2 separate regions of the Cricetulus griseus genome follow, and region 1 is linked to region 2. The links are chromatin contacts, called in public Hi-C maps. All regions are on one chromosome and are shown on one strand. The core of a region is the stretch at or near the end of the contact, and the rest is flanking DNA. Distances in the headings are between cores, read along the strand shown. Region 1 overlaps Trim56 (E3 ubiquitin-protein ligase TRIM56). Region 2 holds the start of Ap1s1 (AP-1 complex subunit sigma-1A).

Region 1 (4,567 bases), core at 245-2,744, 59 kb before region 2:
GGTAAGGGTGCTTGCTTGTCAGCAAGCCTAATGACCTGAGTTTGATGCCTGGGATCACACATGGCAGAAGGAAAGGACGACTCCTGCAAGCTGTCCTCTGGCCATCACATGTCCACCATGGCATCCATGGAGTTATGTGGGGAGGATGCCTTATATCATAGAGAACCAGGAAGTAGTGCAGACTCAGGCGGGGGGAGGGGGTATTACCTTCCAAAGCCCACCCTTGGTGACATACTTCACCAGACAGGCCCTGCCTCCTAAAGGCCCCGGAGCCTTCAGAATAGTACCACAAGCCAAGGGCACAAGCTTGGAGCTGGAGAGATGGCTCAGCAGTTAAGAGCAGGTACTGCTCTTGCAGAGGACCTGAATTTAGTTTCCAGCACCCACCTGTGCAGAACCTTCCATAAACTCTAGCTCTAGGGAGTCTGATGCCCTCTTTTGGCTTCTATGGGTACTGCATGCAAGTGTACATACCCAAACACATACTCACATATACACATAATTGAAAATAAACAAAATCTCAAACATGAGCCTGTGGGAGACATTTCAGATGCAAACCAAGGCAGATAAGTTCACAGGCATGGAGAGTGTTCCACACCAGGGCCTAAGAAGCAGAAAGAGTCACAGTCATGGCTACTTAGTGGTCACTTGGGGACATTGCAGAAACCAAAGTGACCAACTTGATGACTACCTATGATCTAGCCTCCTCTTAGCTTAGCTTCTGCAGGACAAATGGAGGCACTTCTGACCTAAGCCTTCCTGAAAGCCAGACACTAAGCTGGCAAGATGGCTCAGCAGGTGAAGATGTTTGCTGCCAAGTCTGATGACCTGAGCTCAGTTTCTGAAACCCACAGACAGGGTGGAAGGGAGAGAAGTAACTCTCAGTTGTCCTCTGACTGCCACACATATGCAGTGGCACACACACACACACACACACACACACACACACACACACACACACACACAAAACACTCTAAATAAATAATGTAATTTTTTTAAAGGGGAACATGGTAGCATGCACTTATAATCCTAGCTTTAGAGTCCTAGGCCAATGAGAGACCCTGTCTCAAAAATCCAAGGTAAATGGTGCCTGAGGACTGACAGCCATAGCTATCCTCTGGTCTCTGCTACCTCACACTGGCACACACGTGCACAGAAACGCCCACACACAAACCAGGAAGATACAGTGAACAAAAGAGGAGGCCTTGAAGAAGTCTGACATGGAGGTATGGGAAGGTAGTTCTGAGACATTTCCCGCTCCGGGCTCCCTCTAGGGTCTTGTTCTCCCCAGCCAGGACCCCCAACAAGGAGAAGGAATGACAGCCTAGGAGGGGCTGCTGTTGATGGCCTGGCTCAGGAACAAGGCCTCACTGCCGCAGTGACAGCCTACAGAAGAATTCTGCAATTCATTCTCTGATGACTAAGCCTGGACCTGGGCGCCTGGGCGAACCCGGGGGAACGTGACTCAGCAGCAAGCTGAGGGGCCTGGCGACAAGAGACTGCCTCAGTCCATGTGAGCCAAGACCACAGAGAGGACAACCAGTTCCCAGCTTCAAACCCCAAGGCGGAGTGCCTGCCTCTGTGGTCAGACCCACGAGGGGCTCGTGCTGCAAGCCATGTGGCCACGAGCCTCCTCCCTCTAAGCAAGCTTATCCTGCTGTGCACTCGGCTACACCAGTGCCAGGGGCCACCTCTGCCACCCACAGCTCTGGTGAAAAGCCTTATTACAGGAGAGACAGCAGGAGAGACAGAGAAAGATGGGGGTGGAGGGACTCATCCCAGGCTGGGGACATGCTAGACAGATGACCCTAGCTTCCTGCCTGTATTAAGGAGCTGGGAAGGGAGTACATCAAGCTTGACTTTTCCCGGGGGCCAACTCTGAAAACGTCTATGCATTTTCAAAAGTAATAGTGTCTGTTTCCTCTTCTCCAGAGTCGTAAGGATGGTTCAATGAAGTATCTGGGGGTGGGAGGTAGCATCTCCAGTTAGGCACGGTGGGCCACTCCTATAATCCCAGCACCTAGGAGGCAGAGGTGGGAGGATTGTGGAGTTTAAGGGGCAGCCTGGGCTATATAGCAAGACTGTCTCAAACAAAGAACACACATGAATAGAAGGGAAAAGAGAAGGAACAGAAAGGGAGGAGGAAAGGGTTGAGAAGGATAATAGCAGTCTCAGAGAGAGAGAGAGAGACGCCATGGCTGTGGTGTGGTGGTCATTCAAAGAGAAGGTCACACATGCAGGCCATCTCCCTCTAATCTTGGCCCCTGCTGGCATCCCCATGTCTGTTTACCATGGACAGGGTTATATGCATAGCAGGATAAGGACTCTGACTCAGCCACGGGCTGTTACTCTGTAGGAATCTGCAGGCTGAGAAAACACATCAGGAGTTTGTGGCAAACCTAGCTGCTTTTGTCCAACCTGAACCCGACCTGATGAGTTACTGGCAACTCTGTAGTTAGGGTGAGGTCCTGGGGCTGAACACAGGGTTCCCTTTTCCTTCGGAGGTAAGCATGAGTAACAGTGAGGACACTCAAGTCTGGGGAGAAGAGATGGCAAGCTCACCCAGGAGAGCTTTCTCCTGAGTGCTTGACTTATTTTTTAAACAGTTTCAGATAGCTCAGGCTGGCTTCAAACTCACTGTGTAGATGGGGATGACCTTGAACTTCGGTCTTCCTGCTTCTGCCTCCCAGTTGTTGGGATTATGGGGGTGTACCACCATAGACAGTTGATGTGGTGCTGGGGACCATGCCAGGCAAACACAGAACCAACTGAGATACAGCCCCAGCCCTGCCTGAGTTTGTTTTGTATTGTTTTGTGGGGTGGTTGGGTTTTTTGGTTTGGTTTGGTTTAGTTTTGGATTGGTTGTTGTTTCCTGAGGCAGAGTCTCATTCTGTACCTCAGACTAGCTTCAAAGTTTCTACAATCCTCCTGCCTCAGCTTCCCACGTATGGAGAATGGTACTTAGGAGCACCAAGTCTAAGCCAGGCCCTTTTTAACCCACTGTGAGTGTTAGCTAAATTCTCTCCTTCTTGGTTCTACAAAGCTGGCCTTACTGCCATGCCTATTTCCATGCTGAGAAACGTGAGAGTACAGAATTATGTAACGCACAGCAAATCACCAGGAGCCAGGCAGAGACCAGAGCCCTCCGAGGCCTACTGATGCCAACTGTTACCACACCCAAACAAGGGAAAGCTACTCCCGAGATCTTCCCAAGAAACAAAGCCATACCCCATGTCTGACCTGGCCGCTCCCCCCCACCCTGTGTGTGTGAGTGTGTGTGTGAGTGCTCGAGTTTTCGTGCATGTGTGCATGTGTGTTTGTGTGTGTTTCCAATTTCTCATGGGTCACCATTCCAGCTCCCTCCATATATCTCTGCTCAAATATGCAGATTCACTTCATCTGGGGAGGAATGGAGTTGATGGATCTGGGGGGGGGTTGGCAGATGATGAGATCTGCCTTCAAGCTAGCCTGAAACTTCAGGTTGCTCTCTGCCCTCTGCCTGCAGAAGTGTCTTGAAGCTTATGTGGTGGTGGTGTTTTCTGGCTTTGTTTTAAGATTTATTCTTTTTTAAATGATCCTATCTGTGTGTGTTGGAGAGGAGAGGTATCTGCATGTTCAGTGTTCCTGGCAGCCAGAAGAGAGCACTGAATTCCCTGAGGCTGGAGTTACAGTCACCTGGTGTGAGTCACCCAATGTAAGCCATGTAAGCGCTGGGAACTGAACTCTGGTCCTCTGTAAGAGAAGTGTGTCCTCTTAACAGCTAAGCCATCTTTCCAGATCCATTTTGCTGTTTTAGAACACGTGTCTGTGCATGCCCATGTATGGATGGATGAAAGTGTGTTTAAGCATTCCCATGTGTGTATGTGTGCATGTGGAAGTCAGAGGACATCCTTGGAAGTTGTCCTCAGGAGCACCAGTCTTCCTTTGAGACAAGATCTCCCATTGGCCTGGAGCTCACCAACTGAGCTGGCTGGTCAACCAGGCCCAGGGATTCTCTTGTGTCTGCCCTCCCAGGGTTGGGATTGCAAGTGTGTCCCACCCATGTCTGGCTTTTTATATAGGTTCTGGGGCTCTAAGCCAGGCAAACACTTCACCATGCAAGAGGCCCTCTGCATTACACCCTTCCTCCTGGCTCCCTGGTGTTTTATAGTCAGCAGTGCTTTTCCAGTGCTGAAGTTCAGCTCCCCAAGCAGGAAACCCACAGAAAATTCTTTTGGGGGTGAGTTCTCCTTCCCTACACTTGGGCTGCACTTGTGCAGTCTGTCCAGGGCAGGGATCAGGGTTAGGGGTACACTTTGGAGAGTGTGCTTGCACCTTGCCCTAGTTCTGGGGCTTAAGGCTCACATGCCTTGGGCCAGTCTGAATACAAACCCATGCCCTCTGGCTGCCTCATCTCTGCAGAGGCCTTGACCTGTGTAACATGACCTCCACCATAATAAAGCTGAGGTGTTATGATGACCTCATAAGATCAGGACATGAGGACCTTCATAAGGCCCCTCCCTGCCTGGACAATCCACTCCCCACTCTAAACATGGTAGACAATAGACTGGGGTGGAACATTTTCATG
Region 2 (4,884 bases), core at 6-2,505:
TCTGGTTCCCCAGGGATCAAATTATAGGCACACAAAAGTATGCCGGGCTAATCTGGTTTATTTGTTTGTGTGTGTGTGATTTTATTGTTTGTTTGGCTGTTTTGTTGTTTGGGGTTTTGTTTTTTGTTTTGACACAGTGCCTCAGCCCAGAATGTGAACTTGTTATGTAGCCAAGGATAACTTTGAACTCTGATTCTGATCTGTCTACATCTGCTTTCCAAACTACAGTATTACAGGTGTATACCCTCACATCCAGTTACACACACACACACACACACACACACACACTATATATATATGTATTATATATAAACAAAAAAAGACACTTGCATCTAATAAGTTCTCAACACTAAAGCTCTATACTGTTTTACTTTTTTGGTTTTGTTTTGTTTCTCGAAACAGGGTTTCTCTGTGTATCCATGGATGTCCTGGAACTCGCTCTGGAGACCAGGCTGGCCTTGATGCCTCTGCTTCCCGAGTGCTGGGATTAAAGGCATGTGCCACCAACGCCCGGGTATTTAAAATTTTTAAGGTTACATTTCATATATGTATTTTGTGTTGCGTGGGAGCATGTACAAACCAGGGTACTTGACTGTGTGGATGTCAGGACAGCTTGCAGGGTCAGTCATTCCCTTTCACCTTCTATGGGGGGGGGGGCATCTCTATGATTGGAGCCATCACACCGGCACTGTTTTGTGTCACTTTGCTTAAGATAGGCTCTCTCGAGCACGCCACTTAGCTGAGGCTGAACTTGAGCTACAATTTGCTCCTGTCTGTCTGCCTTCAAAGCGTTGGAATCACAGGTGTACACCACCGCGCCTGCCTTGCTTGTTTGGGGACAGAATATTGTTGTGTAGCCCTGAGCTGATCTTGAACTCTGTTCCCGCACCACCCCGCTTTGAGTGATGTTTTCCTCCTTTTCTGCACACCGTGTTCAGCTCCCGGAATCATCCTTGCTTCTTCATAAACTCTAAAGATCGAGCATCCACCTCTCACCCTTTTCCCGCCTTTCCCCCCCTACAAATGCTCCAGAGCTCAAGGCCCTCGTTGTCCCCTACCTCCGCCCTTCCCATCCTCCAATCAGCCCACCAGGACAGCCTTGTTACCATGACAACCGAGCTTCTGCAAAGCTGAAGTCAAGGACCTGGTTGCCATGGTTTCCGCTTCTCCGCCTTCAGCCCCTCCCGCCTCTGGGTGGGACCGGGAGGGGGAGAGCGCGGCAGCGCTGGCGCCTGCGCAATGCGGCCGCGCGGGGGAGCCGGCGAGGCCGGGGGGCGGGGCTTCAGGCGGAGAGGGAGGGAAAAGAAAAGAATCCGACGGGCCGCGGAGCGGGCTCCTACGGTGGCCGGAGAGGGACGTGCCGGGCCGGAGGCTGCAGGATGGTAGGCAGTGCTGAGAGGGAGGGGACGGGGGACCCGAGGGGCGTGGGCTGTACCTGCGGGGGTCCGGAGGGGGCAGCGTTTGGTGGGAGTCGCCCTGTCTTCCCTGTGGTCCGCTGAGGATCCACTTCCCGGAGCGGCTGGGCGAGCCGACCTCGGGAGCTGGAAATGGCACTCGGGACAGGGGCGGGGAGGAGTCTCGTTGGTTGGGCTGCAGGGTGGCGGGACTGTCCCGAGCAGGGTCAGCGTTCGGGACACGGGGTCCTGTCCTGGAGACGCCCCGGGCGCCGTGGCGGGGGAGCCACCCGCGGAGAGGGGCCCCGGGATCCCCGGGGGTCGCGGTGGCCGAGCCCCCTCCGGGAGGCCCGCGCCTGAGCGCACGGTGCGGCAGGAGGGAGGCGGGAGGGAGGCAGGGGCGGTTTCCGGGTCTCCACAGCTGACCCCCGACTCCGTAGTCGGGGAGCCTGGGCTCTGGAGGACGCGCCGACTCTGCCGTTCCCACCTTCCCACCACCGCGGTCCAGTTTCCTTCCCCAGCCCAGGCCTTCCGTCTTCCTGCCCGCACTCGGCTCCCTCAGTTCTTCACATCCCCTGGCCCCCACCAGCCACCGCCCCTGCTTTCTGGGGGTCTTTGTTCCTTTTAATTGATGGCCTGGAAGCTGAATTGCCGCACACACCCAGAGATTCCAGCCCTGGCCGTGTTCACAGATCTGTTTGCTGGGAATTGAGTTCAGGTTTTGGAAGCAAGAGCCCCCTGCAACTGGGAAGAAACTAGATCCAGGAAGCAATGAGGACTCTCATTCCACAGACATTCCCTAGGAGAGCCATCGGGGTCACTGGACTCTCTGTGAGGGACTTCGTGATCTGGTGTCTGGGACCCGTAACCCAGGCACTCAGGAGGATCAGAAAATCAAGGGCAGCCTTGGCTACATATGAAATATAGGTCAGCCTGAGCTACATGAAGCCCTGTCTCAAAAAAAAAAAAAAAAGAAAGAAAGAAAGAGAAGAGGGCCAGAGAGATGGCTCAGCTTCTAAAGGTACTTGACAACCTGAATTCAATCCCTGGAGTCCTCACAGTGGAAGGAGAGAACTGTCCTTAAAAATTTTAAATAGCTGGGCGTTGGTGGCACACACCTTTAATCCTAGCACTATGGAGGCAGAGGCAGGCGGATCTCTGTGAGTTCGAGGCCAGCCTGGTCTCCAGAGCGAGTGCCAGGATAGGCTCCAAAGCTACACAGAGAAACTCTGTCTCGAAAAACCAAAAAAAAAGCAAAGAAAAAAAAAGAATTCCTTAATGCAGGAAAGATGCCTAAGTCATTGAGAGTACTTGCTGCTCTTCCAGAAGAACCAGTTCAGTTCCCAACACGTATATCAGGCAGCTCACAACCTTCTGTAGCTCCTGATCTGATGCCTCTGGCCTGCATGGGCACCTGCACTCATCTGCACATACCCAGTATATAGACACACAACATAAACTTACACATAACTAAAAATAGTAGTGGGCTAGAGAGAGGGCTCAGTGCTTAAGAGCATGTGTTGCTCTTGCTGAGGACCTGGGTTTGGTTCCTGTCACCCACATGGTGACTTATAACCATCTATAACCCTGGTTCTGGGGTATCAACAGGCATGTGTGTGACACATACATGTATGCATGTGAGTATTGAGTATTTCATACACATAAAGTAAAATAAATCTTTAAAAAATAAGAAAAGCAAATCTTAAAAGAATTCTATAAGGAAGGTAATTTTATGGTTTCTGTCTTTCGAGTAAAGAAACTGAGGTTCAAAGACTTTTTTTTTTTTTTTTTTACAAAGCCAGTAAGATAGATCAGCAGACAAAGGCACTTGCTGCCAAGGCTTGGGTATCTAAATTTGATTCCTGGAGCTCACATTGTAGAAGCAGAGATCCAGTTCCCAAAAGCTATCCTCTGAACTACACACACACACACACACACACACACACACACACACACACACACACACGTAATAAAATGTTTTTGTGCTTATTATTTGTGTGGATGTGTGCTTGCCATGGCAAGAGTGTAGAGGTTAAAGGACAGCTCGTGGGAGTCAGTTCTCTTCTGTAATTTGGGTCATGGGTATTGAACTCAGGCTTAATAGCAAGCACCAATTTAGCTATCTTGCTGGCCCAGTATAAATTAATTTGCCTGAGGTTGTATTCAGCTACTAGGGCCAGGATTGGAACCCACACAGCAGGCTTGACTTTCCCTCAGGAAGAACATTCTTCTTCTCTACCCAGCTGGGACAGAAGTTTTGAAGAAGGTAGTGGTGAATACCGCTGAGTCTGGGGCTTTGCGCTCATGCAAGGAAAGAGGCTCCAAACCCATTCTCTGCCCCTCAGCTCTGGTCCTTCCTCCCTTCCAGATGCGATTCATGCTACTGTTCAGCCGGCAGGGGAAACTTCGGCTGCAAAAATGGTACCTGGCCACCTCGGACAAGGAGAGGAAGAAAATGGTCCGGGAGCTCATGCAGGTTGTGCTGGCTCGAAAGCCCAAGATGTGCAGCTTCCTGGAGTGGAGGGACCTCAAAGTTGTCTATAAAAGGTGACACTCCATCCATTTATTGTTTTCAGTGTACATGAATTGCTCTGGAGTTCACACTGGGTTAAAACGACTGAGAAATAACTCTGTCTCTCTGAAGTCGGGGAGAGCTCCAAGGAGCCGAGGAATCTACAGGGTGGTCCTGAATGCCTTCTTCCTCTTTCTAGGTTCATCTAAATTATTGTTTCCTACTTGGTTTTCTGACACGGCCTCTTGCACATCTCCTGAAGGTTCTCCCACCCATGTCCAGGTCCCTCCCAGTCTCATTGGCCATACTGAGGCCTCACCCCACTTTTCCCAGTACACATGCCCACACGCCCACACGTACTGCTTTCTAGTCCCTTCTGCTCTGAGCATGTAAACTGGCTTGAATTTATGCTAAGTCCAGCAAGGCGAGTCTGAGTGCAAGAAGGAGAGGAAATGAATCTGCTGTGTTTCTGACACATGCTCACAGGAAAAATGTTAGTCTTTGTACCGCTGGGACCACCATGTCTATGCACAGTTGGAGGACCTCATCCTGGCAGGCAGGTTGCACTTGGAGCTCCAGGGTCCTGAAGCCAGCTCCTAAATATGTCTCACGGGCTTCCTCCCCAGGTATGCCAGTCTCTATTTCTGCTGCGCCATTGAAGGTCAAGACAATGAGCTGATCACACTGGAGCTGATCCACCGATATGTAGAGCTCTTAGACAAGTATTTTGGCAGTGTAAGTCTCCCCATGAACCCCTGTTTCCATGCCAAGCAGTTCCATCTTCTTGCCAAGCCTTAAGAAAGACTCATCTGGGCCCTGCCCTGGAAGTCTCAGTTGGGAGATGGTGTTGGGGCACAGGAACCGTAATTAATCTCCCCTTTTAAGCTCTAAGCCTATTAACTGTGGCCCTTAATCAGCTTGGGGGTGTACCTCAGTCCGTAGAGCTCCTGCCTCGCAGCTTGAGGTGGAGGGGATGGC

What was found. Hi-C and Micro-C count contacts between places; a contact is called where the count stands out from the background.
Region 1: a Hi-C map of fibroblasts shows a contact between it and region 2, with 2.8 times the contacts expected there. The contact joins the enhancer-like site here to the promoter of Ap1s1 in region 2. A contact is called at or near these places in 3 of 8 Hi-C or Micro-C datasets (the CHK-Q cell line, the CHO-K1 cell line and fibroblasts).

The regions. Positions count from the first base shown.
Region 1 is chr4:116,046,103-116,050,669 of CriGri-PICRH-1.0, reverse strand. All of the region lies in intron 3 of Trim56 (E3 ubiquitin-protein ligase TRIM56), which reads left to right. Among named protein-coding and RNA genes, the nearest start is that of Trim56, 14 kb to the left of the region's middle. Within about 2 kb of position 1,494, at least 3 of the 6 cell types and tissues checked have open chromatin away from gene starts, as enhancers often do. A contact at or near this core is called in the CHO-K1 cell line and fibroblasts, where this site is marked.
Region 2 is chr4:115,986,596-115,991,479 of CriGri-PICRH-1.0, reverse strand. Ap1s1 (AP-1 complex subunit sigma-1A) reads left to right here and starts at 1,255. Exons shown (of 5, transcript XM_027416219.2): 1 at 1,255-1,382; 2 at 3,763-3,941; 3 at 4,533-4,641. The coding sequence starts at 1,380.